Linked DNA regions of Mus musculus: all the other regions are linked to region 2. The links are chromatin contacts, called in public HiChIP or PLAC-seq and promoter capture Hi-C maps. All regions are on one chromosome and are shown on one strand. Each heading gives the region's core, a stretch centred on a gene start, on an enhancer-like site or on the middle of the called end of the contact. The rest is flanking DNA. Distances are from core to core; before and after follow the strand shown. Region 1 holds the start of Yju2 (YJU2 splicing factor). Region 2 holds the start of Ptprs (protein tyrosine phosphatase, receptor type, S). Region 3 holds the start of Dennd1c (DENN/MADD domain containing 1C). Region 4 holds the start of Crb3 (crumbs family member 3).

Region 1 (3,240 bases), core at 359-2,858, 520 kb before region 2:
GAGCCTGGGGGGACACAGAATGGTGCTAGCTTCAAAAAGGAATTCCACATGGTACAGTGCATGAAGGGGGGCATGAAAGTGGGAGAAAGGGAGAGGATGGAGCAAGGTGCAAGGCCCTGCAAAAGGACATGGCACAGGAGCTACCTGTAGGAGAATGTTGGAGACACACCCCTAGCACCTGTTTCCTCAGCTAAGAGGAAAATAGGACAAAGCCCAGCCTTGTTGAAATGAGGATATCGAGGGTGGGGGTAGGGATGGAGGATGGTGGCAAGCTAAAGACCAGCCTAGAAATCCTGTTTCAAAAAGACCAAAAGAATAGGAGGAGGAGGAGCAATGGGGGCTGGGCTCAATGCTGGGGCTTGTCATATTTTGTAGGCACAAATAATAAATAAACAAATGTAAAAAACGAATACTAAGCCTGGCAGTGGTGGTGCATGTCTTTAATCCCCAACACTAGAGGCAGCCACAGGCGCATCTTTGTTGAGTTTGAGGCCAACCTGGTCTACAGACTGAGTTCCAGGACAGCCAGCACTACACAGAGAAACCCTGTCTCAAAAACAAAAACAAAACAACAGCAAAGATACTATTTTTTAAAGAAAAAAGTAAAAAGAGTTGGGCACAGTGTCTCTTATTTGTAAACCCAGCACTTGGGAGTCAGAGGGAGGGGAGGACTACTGAGTTTTCAAGGTCAGCCTGGATTACGTGGTGAGTTCCTCTCTCATAAAAGAAGAAACGCACCGGGTGGTGGTGGCACAGGCCTTTAATCCCAGCACTTGGGAGGCAGAGGCAGGCAGGTTTCTGAGTTCGAGACCAGCCTGGTCTATAAAGTGAGTTCCAGAACAGCCAGGACCACACAGAGAAACCCTGTCTCGAAAAAAAAAAAAAAAAAAAAGGAGAAGAAAGAAGAAACGCACGCGCGCACGCACACACCACCACCACCACCAACAAAACACAATGAAAACCAGGCAGGTCACTGATTCCAGGCTTGCAGTAAGATTGTTTCAAATTTAAGGCCAAGCTGGACTGCAGAGTCTGCTCCAGGCCAGCCTGGGCATCTTAGTGAGAGGCTACCTCCCAGCATTAGAGCGCTGGGTGGTGTTTTCTGTGGTAGAGTGCCTGCCTGGCATATGCAAAGACCCTGGATTCCATCCCCAGCAGCAGAAATAAAGAAACTTAAGAAGAAGGAACACCAGAACGGGACATGGTGGCCTTTAATTATTTGGTCCCAGAACTCACAAGCAGGAGGATCTCCTTTAGTTTGTGACCACCCTGAGCTACATAGTGAGTTACAGGACAGCCAGGGACACACAGTGAGACTCTGACTCAAAAAAACAAACAGCATTGTTGATCAGAGTTAGGAGAGAAAATGTTATTATCCCAGGCAGCTTTCTCCATCCTTTCAGTGTGCTAGATAAGCGCACACAGGATCCACATGTCCCGGAACCTTTATTTCGGGTTTCAACTACCGGCACCCGGAAGGGAACGGAAGCGCACTCCCGACTCGGATCGACAAAGATTGCAGCCAATGAGAACGATGAAGCGGGTAGGCACCAACCAGTGAGCCGGCTTAGGAAGTGGCGACACTGAGGCGCTGAATCGGAGAAACTCCCCGTAGACTGAGGACCGCTTCTTCGCTTGTTCGCTGGACAGGAAGCGAAAATGTCGGAACGGAAAGTTTTAAACGTAAGTGCTCAGAGTCTAAATGTTCCTACAGAGGGTGAAGTGTGCGAGGGCTCCGGGCGAGGCGTGCTTCCTTCCGGTCATTTCCTTTTGCAAGCCCCTCTCGCGCACACGCACGCACACGCACGCGCGTCTTCCAGTCGGGCGGGAGCTTTCCAAACTCTTGCCAATCACATTTTTGGGGGCGGTCGTTAGCTTCCCCCTCTCCCCGCCCCCCCCCCCCCAGCTTCGTGAGTAACCAATCATCACCAGGGAAGCGGAGCTTCTGTCACTTTACCCAATTGGGGGCAGGACTGCTTCTTTGTGGGTTTTCCCCAGATCAGATCAGGGGATGTTGTTGGTCACCTCAGTTCTTCCCGGCTTTTGTTGAATTAATATCCGAAACCTTTTGCAGAGATGTCTACATCATGTTGGGGTTTCTGGGGTGACTCAGTCTCCACTCTTGGAAAATTTTGCTCTCCATTTCCTGGATCTGTTTTTTAAATGTTTGCTTTGGGTTAAGGTTTCACTGTACACAGAAGGCCCAGAATGGCCTCGAACTCACAGACCAAAAGTTTGTACACCTAAGATGGGCTATATTCACTTTTTAAAGGATTAGTTTTATTTTCACTTTATGTTTTTCCTTCATGTCTGTCTGTGCAGCACGTTTGTGTGCACTGCCCAGGCTGACTGTAAACTCACAGTTCTGCATCAGCCTCCTGAGTGCTGGTATGACAGTTGTACACCATCATTCCCGTCTACCGCCTGAATTAGCAAAGCTTCCTCTCTCGTGAGCCTGGTTGCCAGTAGGTGTCAAAAGCAGAGCCTCCTTGTTGGTGGTCCACATAGCTTCTTTTTGGGGGAGAGGGGAGTTGTCTCTCTTCAGCCCCCTGTCTCAAATTCCCGGGTGCTGGGTTTGGACATTGGCATGCCAGTAACCCAGAGTGGTTGTCCCTGTGCGCCTCACCCCAGCCTCCCAAGCACACAGAGAGGCCAGAGCCTGTTCTCCCCAAGGAGATTCACTGGCCAGATTTTGCCCTGGGATGGTGCCCTGCAGCCTGTGTGGTACCCTAGTGCAGGTTAGGCCACCATTGACAAGGTCTGATTTATGTCGGGCCTCCATTTCCTCATGAGTGTCTAGAATCTTATCATGTGATAGGCAGCAGGGGTCCACCCTTACTGCAAACCCTGGGCCTCTAGAACCTTCCCTAGAAGGCATGTCACAGCGTAGGAAAGTGACCCACCACACTATATAATTTGTGTTGGAAGCTTGTGCACTCCTCCCTGTCCCAACTTCTCTTCTCATGACTGTGCTTCAAACAGCTCATGTCTGGAAAGGCTCCAGCAAGCTGAATCCTGAGCAGATAGATCCCTTAAACCAGAGTATCCTGCGTCTGCTAACATGGCTCTCAGACCCCATTCCTGCCCGTATGGGACCTGAGCACCAGAAAACAGCAACGCCCTCTTCTCCACAGAAATACTACCCACCTGACTTTGACCCATCGAAGATCCCGAAACTCAAGCTACCCAAGGACCGGCAGTATGTGGTGCGTCTGATGGCCCCCTTCAACATGAGGTGAA
Region 2 (3,412 bases), core at 574-3,073:
TCCCCCGGGGGACTGGGGGTGGGAGAGCCATCCCCAAGAAGAAATGCAATGTCATGGTGAGGGTGTGTCCCCCCCATACTCCTTGGGGCCCCACAAGGGACAGGACGGGAGTTTGTGGGTCTCTGGAGACCCAGGCGCGATGGGCAGGGAGACGGACCGGAGGCCAGGCACAGACATTATCTGGGACCTAAGTGTCCCCCCACTGTTCCGAGCTGGGGACTCTGAGGTTGGTCGGGGCGGGAAGCCGCCCCCAGCTCCAGCTGCCCGCCTGCAGCCGCCAAGAAATCAGCTGGCAGAAGGCAGGAGCAGGGACAGAAGGCAGCTGGAGATTGACAGGGGGAGGGACACAAAGAAAGGAGAAAAGACCGGGCAGGGGGGAGGGGAGTCTATGCAAATGGCAGCTCCCACTACCCGGCCTTTAATGAAGGAAGGAGTCGCAGCTGGCAAGAGAGGCCAGAGCCCGAGTAGGAGGGTCCCAGGCTAGCCCAGACAAAGCAGACGGCCGTTATCTGCACCATAGAGACAGCAGCACCCCCCGGGGGGTACAGAAGCCAGGACCCAGGATCCAGGTGCAGAAAGATGGGTGAACAGGATGTGTCCACCAATCTAACACCCTCGGGATCCCTCTTGCTCTGTAGAAGACTCTTTGGATCCCCGAGTGCCCATCCAGGCTTGGGACACCTCAGAGGTCTCCATGTGAGCACCAAGGACGGTTTATTGGGGGAGGGACATCCTTGCTCAGGTTGGAAAGTGAGCGTAAGGGAACCCCTGCCAGGCCAGGAGACACCCGGGGAAGTGACCGTTAGGAGGTTCTACTGGAGGGAGAGACGAGGTGAGGGGTGACCGGGAAGATGGGCGCTCACACCTGCTGCAGGTTTTCGGGGGCATATGGAGGCAGATTTGAGAGCAGGGAAAAGGGGTAACGCACAGGGATTTGGGGGGTGTGGCAATCAAAAGGATCCTCGCTCATAGTGGTGCTGGGGTTTGGGGGTGAAGAGGCTCCACGATGAGCAGAGAACTTGGCCCTGACCCAGCTCGCATTGCAACGGGGGTACCTGCTCTCGGACCCCATTTCCTTCTGCGCCCCAGTCCCCGCCCCCGGTGACGTCACCACCCTCAGCCAGTCGGGGGGCTCTTGGGGTGTACCGGGGGCCTTAGGGCCGCAGGCTGGCTCCCCGGGGTTCCCCACAGGCCCCCGCATCGCGAGGATGAGGGTGGATGAGCAGTCCCAATCCCAAAGCTGGGGGAGGTCGGGGGTTGGGGGCGCCCGGACCGCAGAAGGGTGGAACCGAAGCCCCAGGTGATCTGAGGCGCCTGGCCCGGTCTGCAGCTCCAGACGCTGACACCGCGCACCGCACACCGCGTCCCCGCCCGGCTGGTGCAGTCGGTGACCCTGGGTACGGGCCAAGTCGCCCGCGCGCGTCCTCATCCCTCCTGGACCCTGTCTCTACCGGTTCCCGTTTCTGTGGGTCTCTGTCCCTCCGGGTCCACAACCCTCGCGGTCCCCATTTCTCCAGCTCCATCCCTCCAGGTCCTCCACATCCCTCTCCTTCTTGCAGAATCCGATTACGGCTGCAGCCCGGACCCCCTTCGGAGCACAAAGGCGGAGAAGCTTGGAAGCACAAAGCCGGCGCCGCCCACCCCGCCCCCTGTGTCCCCCGTGCGCCCCGTGCACCCCGGTACCTGCGGGCTCCGCATGCTGCTCCCGGCACCGGGTCGGCCCGGGCTCCGGCGGCTCCGCGTGTGCGCGCGGCCCGAGCTGCCTGGCGGGCGGGGCAAAACCCCACTGCGGCTCGCGCGCCCCCAGCCGGTGACGTCACCCCTTCCGCCGCCGCGGCCCTGGGGCCTGGCCGTGTACAGTACTGCGCCTGCGCGCAGATGCCTGCCCAGTGAGGAGGCGCTGCTGGGTCACGTGCTTCAGGAGCCTGTAGAAGGCCCGGGGAGCACGTGGGACGTGGGACACGTGGCCCGGCCTGTCTCCTCTGGATTCCTTTTAAACTCAAGTTCTGTTGTAGCCCATGCTGGCCTCAAGTTACACTGAGGATGACCTGAGCCTCCTGCCTGTCTCCCCACTCTGCTTTCTTTGGCCAAAATATCCTTTCCCTAAAATCTTTCCCATCAAGCCCGCCTTGCTGGCTGAAGAGGCTGAAGCAGGAGGACGTCGTTTTTGAACAGCCTGGGATAACAATGAATTCGAGACCAGCTTGGGAAAAGGAGGATGAGCTGGGCATTAAAAAAAATTTTTTAAAAGTGGGGGTGGGGCTCAAAATGGCTCGGCAAATAGAGGTGTTTGCAGCCCAAGCCAGAGAACCTGACTTCAATCCCCAAAGTCCCATAGTGGAAGGAGGAATCTGACTCCTATGGCGCTGACCTCCACATGTATGCACACACCCATGTCCACTGAGTTACTAGACATGCCAAACAGATGAAATGCAGCAAAAGACTGAAAAACACCTTAAAGAAAAGAGTAGTCACAGGCATGGGGTGCGAAACTTTTAGACAGCAGCAGGAGAATTGCTGCAAGTGTGAGTCGAGTGTGGACTGCACCTGAGACCCTGCCTCAAATAACGAAACGATTTTGTTTTACAGTCTGGGTTTTTTTCCCCTCTGGAATTCATTCATTCCGGCCCAGAGCTGGAGACATGAGCAAGAGCCTGGAGCCGAAGAGTCCGGGCGGAAGGACTGGGTCATAAACGGGGAAGAGTGCCATGAATAATTGACAAGGAGCCTAAATTAAGAACAGGGCTTCCCAGAGCCTGCACCGCGGCCAGTTTAGCAGAGACGGCTTTGTCCTCTTGCCTGACTGGGGTGACCCTGATTGACGTACGTGGTGCTAGTCGAGATTGGAGCACGTAGAAGGTGCCGGAGGTTTGCATAGTGTTCAGGGGCCCTTAGTGTAGTTTCTCTCATGCACAGCAGGTACTTGAAGTTTGGGTACTCTGTGGAGATGTCCACATCCTTGCATAGTCCCTGCAGGTGTATGGCACTGTTGGCTGCACACAGTGTGTACTCATATATTATGGAGCTGGGTGCTGGCAGGACTGGCCATGCCAGAGCAGACTGGCCATCCATCAGGGAGGGAACCAGGCCTTGCCTTGTTTGTCCGAACTGAGTAACCGCTTCTGCCCCCTGGGTCCTCGTGAGCAGCGAAGGGGAACATGTAAACCGCGGGTCTGAGAGTCTGGAAGCTTCCAGTGGCCATTCATCCCCTCTCAGATCCCCGCTGTGTTAAATGCCATTTACACAGAAGTAACAAAACAGAACAATCGGCCTGCAGCTGACAGAGCATAGACAGGCAACAATATATCAACCCAAAGCCGGTTATGTGTTCAGCCACTTAGGGCGGCCATCGCTACCTCTGCTTCAGTCACAGCAGACTCCTGCTCCTCCTTTGCCCCTACTCCTCCCACAC
Region 3 (3,515 bases), core at 962-3,461, 600 kb after region 2:
TGCACATGTGCAGGTAGAACATCCATACACGGGAAAGAAATCTAAAACAAAACCAAACTAAACCAATGTAGAGCTGGTAAGATGGCTCACGTAACACCAGAAAAAGGTGGATGGTTTCTGGAAAATGACACTTGAGGTCTGCCTCTGGCCGCCACGTGCAGCTGCTCACCCATGAACACACACACTCACACTCACACTCATAAACTCTGAGTCCTCGTGGAGGGGTCACCTAGCTTCCTTTGCCCTTCAGTTCTTGGGTCTTTGGGTCCCTGTGCCCCTGTGCCTATAATTCTTCAGTTGTTAAGGTCCTGCTTTGGGTCCCAAAGAGTGTGTGTGCCCACCTCTCTGCCCCCTCCATACCTTTCTATGTCGAAGGGGAAACAGAACCTGGGCACCATCTGCATGGCTTCCTAGAGAGGGAGGAAGCATCAGTACACCAGTCCTCTTGGCCTTGCCCCTCAGTTCAGGGTTCAAGGCCCATGGCCCCCTCCCTCTGCTGGACCAGCCCTGGGATGCCTTCGGAATACCTACCTGCTCCTGGAAGTCTGGAGGGAACTGCCGCAGGATGGGGGGATCTGTAGGGAGGGCCAGCTGCTGAGCTTGCGGCCTCACACCCTCCCTCCCATCTCTCCAGCCCCAGGTCTCCTAACTTACCCTCTTCCAGGGAGTTGGGGCAGCCAGCTTCAAAGAACCAGTCAAACATGGCAGGGGGATGCCTTCTGTGGACCGTGAGGGGGCTTTAGCTTGTGTGTGTTCTGAGTCTGTATCTGTGTGCTTCTGTTTTCCTGTTCCCTGTCTCGTGTGTAACTAGGTGTGTTGGTGTGGGCCCCCTGAGGGGTGGAGCCAGGTGTGAATGCTGCTGAAGTACGGGGTCAGAGAAGAGAAGGAAAAAGAGAGAAAGCCATGGTGGCTGTACCCTTAACCCCCAGGCAAAGGCAGGTAGATCTCTGTGAGTTCAAGGCTTGCTTGATCTACATAGGAGTTCCAGGCTAGTCAGAACTACATACTGAGACCCTGTTTCTAAAGAGAGGGCTAGAGACAGAGAGGAGAGAGAAGGCAGGGGGAGACAGACAGACCAAGAGAGAGAGAGAGAGAGAGAGAGAGACAGAGAGAGACAGAGAGAGACAGAGAGAGACAGAGAGAGACAGAGACAGAGACACAGAGAGACACAGAGACACAGAGAGACACAGAGACACAGAGAGACACAGAGAGACACAGACACAGAGAGACACAGAAACAGAGAGACAGAGAGTTAGGGAGGGAGGAAGAGAGAGAAACAGAGACAGAGACAGAGACAGAGAAAAGGTAGCAAGAGGAGTCAGAGATAAAGGCATGCCTGTGACAGTGTGTCTGCCTGTAACAAGCACTTGGATAAAAAGAACATACTTATGATTCTTTCTGGTGCCTGTCTCTTGAATCTGTGGGGTAGAACGGCAGAGTCTCAGGTGTGTATCATGTGAGTCCTATCTCTTCTTTCCCTGTGCCTTTGAGCATATTTATGGCTTGTCCTTGTGTCTCTGGGAGATTTTTGTGCGGCCCACACTCAGCAGAGAAAGAAGAGCAAGGTGTCTTGGCACTGAACTGCAAGCCCCACAGCCTGCTCTTCCCTGCTGTCTACTGCATCTAGCAGAAGATGCTGAGGCCTTAGCTTTCAGAAACCAAGGGAAGTGTCTGTCTTGCTGATACCATATCCCATCTGGTTACACACACCACCCTGACATGAGCACCTGAAGCATCTCATTGTTGTACGGACACAGACACCCATGAGTCCCCCACTAAGGTTGACAGACAGTTTCCCACCATACCCTTCACACCTTACCACTGACTATCCCCTCCTGGAAATCACCTTCCTAAAAACCCCACCCTTACTGGAGCGTCATACTCCTAAAGTCCCTGGTTTCATTACACAGATCTAGAGCCAGGAAAATTGAAGAGAATGGCCTGATCAGGTCCCTAGAAGCCCCTCTGGTCAGTGGGTAGCTGTGCTTCCTGGGCCCTCCCCTGCTGTAGCCCCAGTTTTTTTGTTTTTTGCCCTCCCCCAACCCCACCCCGGCTCAGGTCTGGCAATCTCGCTGCACAGGATGGAGGGAAGACAGCTCTTACGTCTCTGTGGATCCCATGGTCTCTGCAGGGCTGGCCCAGCTGGGCCCTTTCCCCTAGTGCTTCTGGGGCTGGGGGAGCCTGTGTTTGCTTGGGGCTGGGCCCCTGATCTGCTCAGTTTCCTGTGTGGCTGAGAGAGGAAGTTTAACAGGGTGACGTCCCAGCCAAAGGAGGCCCCCGCCCCCACCCTCTGTGAGGAACTCAGGCGTCCTGGCTTCACAGCCTAGGTGGGGACAGGGTCTATGGGAAACAGGGCCAGGTTGGGAAGTCTAGCTTCACCCTTATGGTCCCCATGGCCACACCCAGGCCCTTTCTTTCTGAGTCCCCTGGGTATTGAAAGCCTGTGAAGATCACCCCCATCATTTCCCTGTGTTGCTTCTTGGTTTCATTTACAAGGGGCAGCTGCACTGAAGAGCAAAAGAGGCTGACAGAGGTTGATCGCTGGAGTCACACAGGAATCCTGATGGAAATGCAGGAGAGGCTCAGAACCCAGGTAAGGTGAGCACATGGGCACACACAGACACTCCCCCACACGCACACTGAGAGAGGTCACAGAATTGACTGAAGACAGGCAGACAGGCCCGGGTATTACCAAATTTAGGGTTCCATCTGTACCCCAAGAAGTTAGCTTCAGGGATTGGAGACATAGTTCCATAGTTAAGTGCATGTACTGCTATTGTACAGTGTGGTGGCTTGAATATGCTTGGCCCAGAGAATGGCACTATTAGGAGGTGTGGTCTTATTGGAGTAGGTGTGGCCTTGTTGAACTCCTGGAGCTGTGTCACTGAGGGTGTGGGCTTTGAGACCTTTCTCCTAGCTGCCTGAAAAAAGACAGTCTTCTCCTGACTGTCTTCGGATCAAGATGTAGAACTCTTGGCTCCTTCTCCTGAACCATGTCTGCCTGGATGCTGCCATGCTCCCACCTTGATGATAATGGACTGAACCTCTGATCCTGTAAGCCAGCCCTAATTAAATGTTGTCCTTTATAAGAGTTGCCTTGGCCATGGTGTTTCTTCTCAGCAATGGAGACCCTAATTAAGACACACAGGATGTAAGTGAAACACCACATGGGTGGTTCACAACTTCAGCTCCAGTGGATCTGAAGCCTCTGGCTTCTAGATACCCATTCACACAATTAGAAATAAAATCAATATTATACTGAAAAAAATTAAAAAAAAAAAAGAAGTCTTAAGCGTGGCTACCCATCCTTGAGAAGCCAATCAGCTACACCTTTAATCCTAGCTCTCAGGAGGCAGAGGCAGGCAGAGCTCTGTGAGTTTAGGGCCAGCTTGGGCTACACGGTGAGTCCCAGGACAACCTGGAACTCTCTACATAGGGAGATCCTGTCTCAAAAACACCAAAACCCAAACCAAACAAAATGCAGAAGATGCATTCAGTGATTCAGTGTGGCCACA
Region 4 (3,090 bases), core at 537-3,036, 590 kb after region 2:
GCAGCTCGCAGCCCGCTAGGCATTCTTAAAGGGGCCGCGCCCCAATTCAGACTCTCTGAAGGCTGCTCTTTGCAGACCTGCCTGGAAAGGGAGTCGCGGACCAGTATCTCCCGCGCCACTAAAGATAACGATCAGGAGGAGGGGCTCTGGAGGCGGGGCCTCAGCCGGCGGCTGTGGTTGCACCTGCTGAAGTCCCGCCCACAAGTTTCGGGTGCAGTTTTTCGTCTCACCGTCAGGGGGAAGGGCGTCCGTCTGACCGCGAATAATAAATAAGAGCTCACATTGAGTGCGTTGCGCATGCCAGAGCCCTTCACTCGCTGCTCAGTAACGAACCTACCCCAAACCCTGTGAGGTAGGTAGGTGACACTAGCTTTTCCCACGCTACAGTGGAGAAATCAAAAGCTTCAAATCTTAGTCTGGATTCCCATTTAGGGCCAGAGCAGAGATTTAAACAGAGTTTAAACCACCACTCCCAGGAAGGGACGACGCCTCATTTATTTATTTATTTATTTATTTATTTTTCTTGTTCAAAGACACAGTCTCTCTATGTAGCCACGGAATTTACTATGTAGACCGGGCTGATCTGGACCTCACAGAGCTCCACCTGGGATCTAAGGCGTATGCTACACTACAATGGGTGTTGTATATAGCCTTGTATGTGCTAGATAAACTAGCCACAGAACTCCAGCTGCAGCTCTATGGCTATTGTTGTTATTGTCCTTTTGAGCCAAGGTCTCTGTAGCCTCGCTGGCCTTGAATGTGCAGCAGTTCGCCTGCTTCGGAATCCCAGTTGCTGGGACGGCAATCACGTGCCATCATATCCGGTGCATGACCACCTTTTACCCAAAGATACATCCAGAGGTCATGCGGTCCCCACCCAAGCTGTGCCCATACATCTGTGGTGAACAGGTGAAAGTCCCACCCACTCCCTCTACCAGCTACCAGATGTTTCCATGCATAAGAGTTTCTGTGTGGGTGCCGTGGGACATCACTACTTCTGCGCAGACGCCCCAAATCCATGCTTCCTCACAGACACTTCCCTGGCAGGTGGACCTCATACGGATGTTCTTCAGTGTGGACATAAGGCCTTCCGTTAAGCTGGGCGAGATTCTGCACAGATCTTTGTCCGGTTTTTTTTTTTTTTTTTTTTTTTTTTAATACCGCACGGGTTTAATCTAAGCAGGTGTTCTGATTACACTCTGACTACAAGCCTACATGTATCTTTCTACAAAACTAGTCCTGTACAGGTTGGTTGATTTTTTTGGTTATGGGATGAAAATGGAACCCAGGGGTCTCAGGCATGCTAAGGAGGAATTCATGGCTGAGTAAGGGGCGATCCAATCACTAAGACATTCTTGGAAGGCGACCTTCACTAGGCCATTTAAGGCAGGGGTTCTGGCCCCGAGCCACGCTCCCAGCCCCTTTTACTTTTGAAATAGGGTTTATTCAGGCTGGCTTTGAACTTGGGGTCCTCCTGCCTCAGCCTCCAGAATACATTTAGAATACAGGTTAGCATTCCCAGGTCTGACTTCAGGGTGTGAGTTCTTCAGTGTTTCCCATCGGAGCCCGCCTCTTATAAGTGTGTATCTTTCTGGAGTGTCGCCACGCCCCCCGCCGGGGTATGCACCCCTGTGCTTACACCTGCTCATTTCCGCCCTCTGCGGTGCTCCGGGTCGCAATGGGGTTCCCGTTACAGGTGCTCTGGCGGCGCGGCCCCGCCCTCTTCGCCCCGCCCCTCTCAGCCAGGCTCAGGTGCACAAGCCGGAAGTGCGCTCTTTGCCCAGGTGGGTGACTAAACTTTCCGGGTCACGTGAGCGGGCGGGGCGGGTGGGATCTGGAGCGACCGGGTGAAGGACGGAGACTCGGGGTTCCAGCTGGGAACCCGGGATTGGGAACCTGAGCGAAGTCCCTCTCAGACGCTGGAGTCAGGTAGGGAGGCAGGGCGCGCAGCCTGTCCTGTCCCCACCTCCTCCTTCCCTTTTCCTGGCCCAAGAATGCGGTCGGGGAGTTAATCTTTAATCTCTGACCCTTGGCGCCGAGGGCGGGGAGCGCACTCCAAGATTGGGTTGCCTGTCGCTGGGCCCCGAGCCTGAGTCCAGCCCCTCACCCTATGCTGCGCCCTCTCCCCCCCACCCCGGTCTGGTCCCCAGGTCCTGGGTCGCAGGTGCCCTCCTCGACCCAAGATGCGGTAGGAATTGGCGCCTTGGGGAAGTCCTGTCCTTGGCGTCACCAACTCGTCGCCTAAACTCATGGCGACCCCAGGCCTGGGGGTGCTCTTGGCGTTTGGTTTGCCGATGCTGCCCTCCGGCTGGAGCCTAACAGGTAGGTACTGTCCGGGGCAGCGCTCGGGTGGGAGGAGGGTTCCCGGGTTGAACTCAGAAGTGCCGGGCATTTGCGACCCAGAGAGGGCGACAGGTCTGAGGAATGAGCTTGGAATGCGTTTGGAGACCAAGTTTGAAAGCTTCAGGGCTGAATTTCAAATTAGTTTAGCTGACCTGCGAACTTTTTTTTTTTCCAGTTTTTTTTTCTCCAGTTTTTTTTTTTTTTTCTTTTAACGTTGCTGAGGCTCGAACCAGCGTTTTTCTGAACGCTCCGTACCCGCAGCCTAGAATTCCTGAGTCCTTAAGTCTTGTGGAATTTAGGAGCTGGGGGTTGTTGGGCAGAGCCCAGAGGTGGAGGAGGGGAGGGAGAGCCTGGGCACCTGAGTCTGCATAGTTGAGAGTCTTAAGCAGTCAGGGGGACCTGGAGGGAGCCCAGCTGACAGGGCTGGCCCTCCGTAGGTGTGGACCCAGCCAGACCTTCCCTCAGTCTCTAGTTCCAGTTTCGGGAGCCTGGGGGGTGGGGGGACCTTGTGAGTCACATACTCCTGGGAAAGGTTGAGCCCCGCCCAGGTCCTTAAGGGTTCTGGGCCGGAGTGATGGTGGAGGGGGACACGGTTCTGGAAGCCATCTATTCTAATAGGCTAACAATGGTGACTCTGGGTGGTCAGATTATTACCTGCTGGGCTGAGGGTGGCCAGAGAAACCAGCATCACACCCGAGGGTGGAGTGGGTGGCCTGGCTGTACTTGCTGCCTCAATTCCAGCTGGAG

Evidence for each region. Promoter capture Hi-C pulls out the DNA fragments that hold promoters and counts their contacts. HiChIP or PLAC-seq counts read pairs in DNA pulled down with a chosen protein or histone mark.
Region 1: a promoter capture Hi-C map of pre-B cells shows a contact between it and region 2, with 3 times the contacts expected there. The contact joins the promoter of Yju2 here to the promoter of Ptprs in region 2. A contact is called at or near these places in 2 of 39 promoter capture datasets (cranial neural crest and pre-B cells), 2 of 484 Hi-C or Micro-C datasets (both in embryonic stem cells) and 1 of 115 datasets of contacts at active chromatin or transcription factors (memory CD8 T cells).
Region 3: a FOXA1 HiChIP or PLAC-seq map of pancreatic cancer cells shows a contact between it and region 2. The contact joins the promoter of Dennd1c here to the promoter of Ptprs in region 2.
Region 4: a contact with region 2 is called in a FOXA1 HiChIP or PLAC-seq map of pancreatic cancer cells. The contact joins the promoter of Crb3 here to the promoter of Ptprs in region 2. A contact is called at or near these places in 1 of 115 datasets of contacts at active chromatin or transcription factors (pancreatic cancer cells) and 1 of 9 other capture datasets (liver).

Annotation. Positions count from the first base shown.
Region 1 is chr17:55,957,579-55,960,818 of GRCm38.p6, forward strand. It overlaps Yju2 (YJU2 splicing factor), which reads left to right and starts at 1,609. Exons shown (of 8, transcript NM_028381.3): 1 at 1,609-1,683; 2 at 3,135-3,235. The coding sequence starts at 1,660. Gm16712 (predicted gene, 16712) reads right to left here and starts at 1,823. Exons shown (of 3, transcript NR_108021.1): 1 at 1,556-1,823.
Region 2 is chr17:56,474,657-56,478,068 of GRCm38.p6, forward strand. Ptprs (protein tyrosine phosphatase, receptor type, S) reads right to left here and starts at 1,824. Exons shown (of 33, transcript NM_011218.2): 1 at 1,684-1,824. Gm32822 (a long non-coding RNA gene) reads left to right here. Exons shown (of 4, transcript XR_385656.4): 1 at 1-696; 2 at 1,560-3,412. Gm9258 (a long non-coding RNA gene) reads right to left here and starts at 1,617. Exons shown (of 1, transcript XR_105855.2): 1 at 692-1,617.
Region 3 is chr17:57,076,287-57,079,801 of GRCm38.p6, forward strand. Dennd1c (DENN/MADD domain containing 1C) reads right to left here and starts at 2,212. Exons shown (of 24, transcript NM_153551.2): 1 at 2,104-2,212; 2 at 655-719; 3 at 532-575; 4 at 361-410. The coding sequence starts at 2,120.
Region 4 is chr17:57,060,445-57,063,534 of GRCm38.p6, forward strand. It overlaps Crb3 (crumbs family member 3), which reads left to right and starts at 1,787. Exons shown (of 4, transcript NM_177638.5): 1 at 1,787-1,929; 2 at 2,151-2,322. The coding sequence starts at 2,250.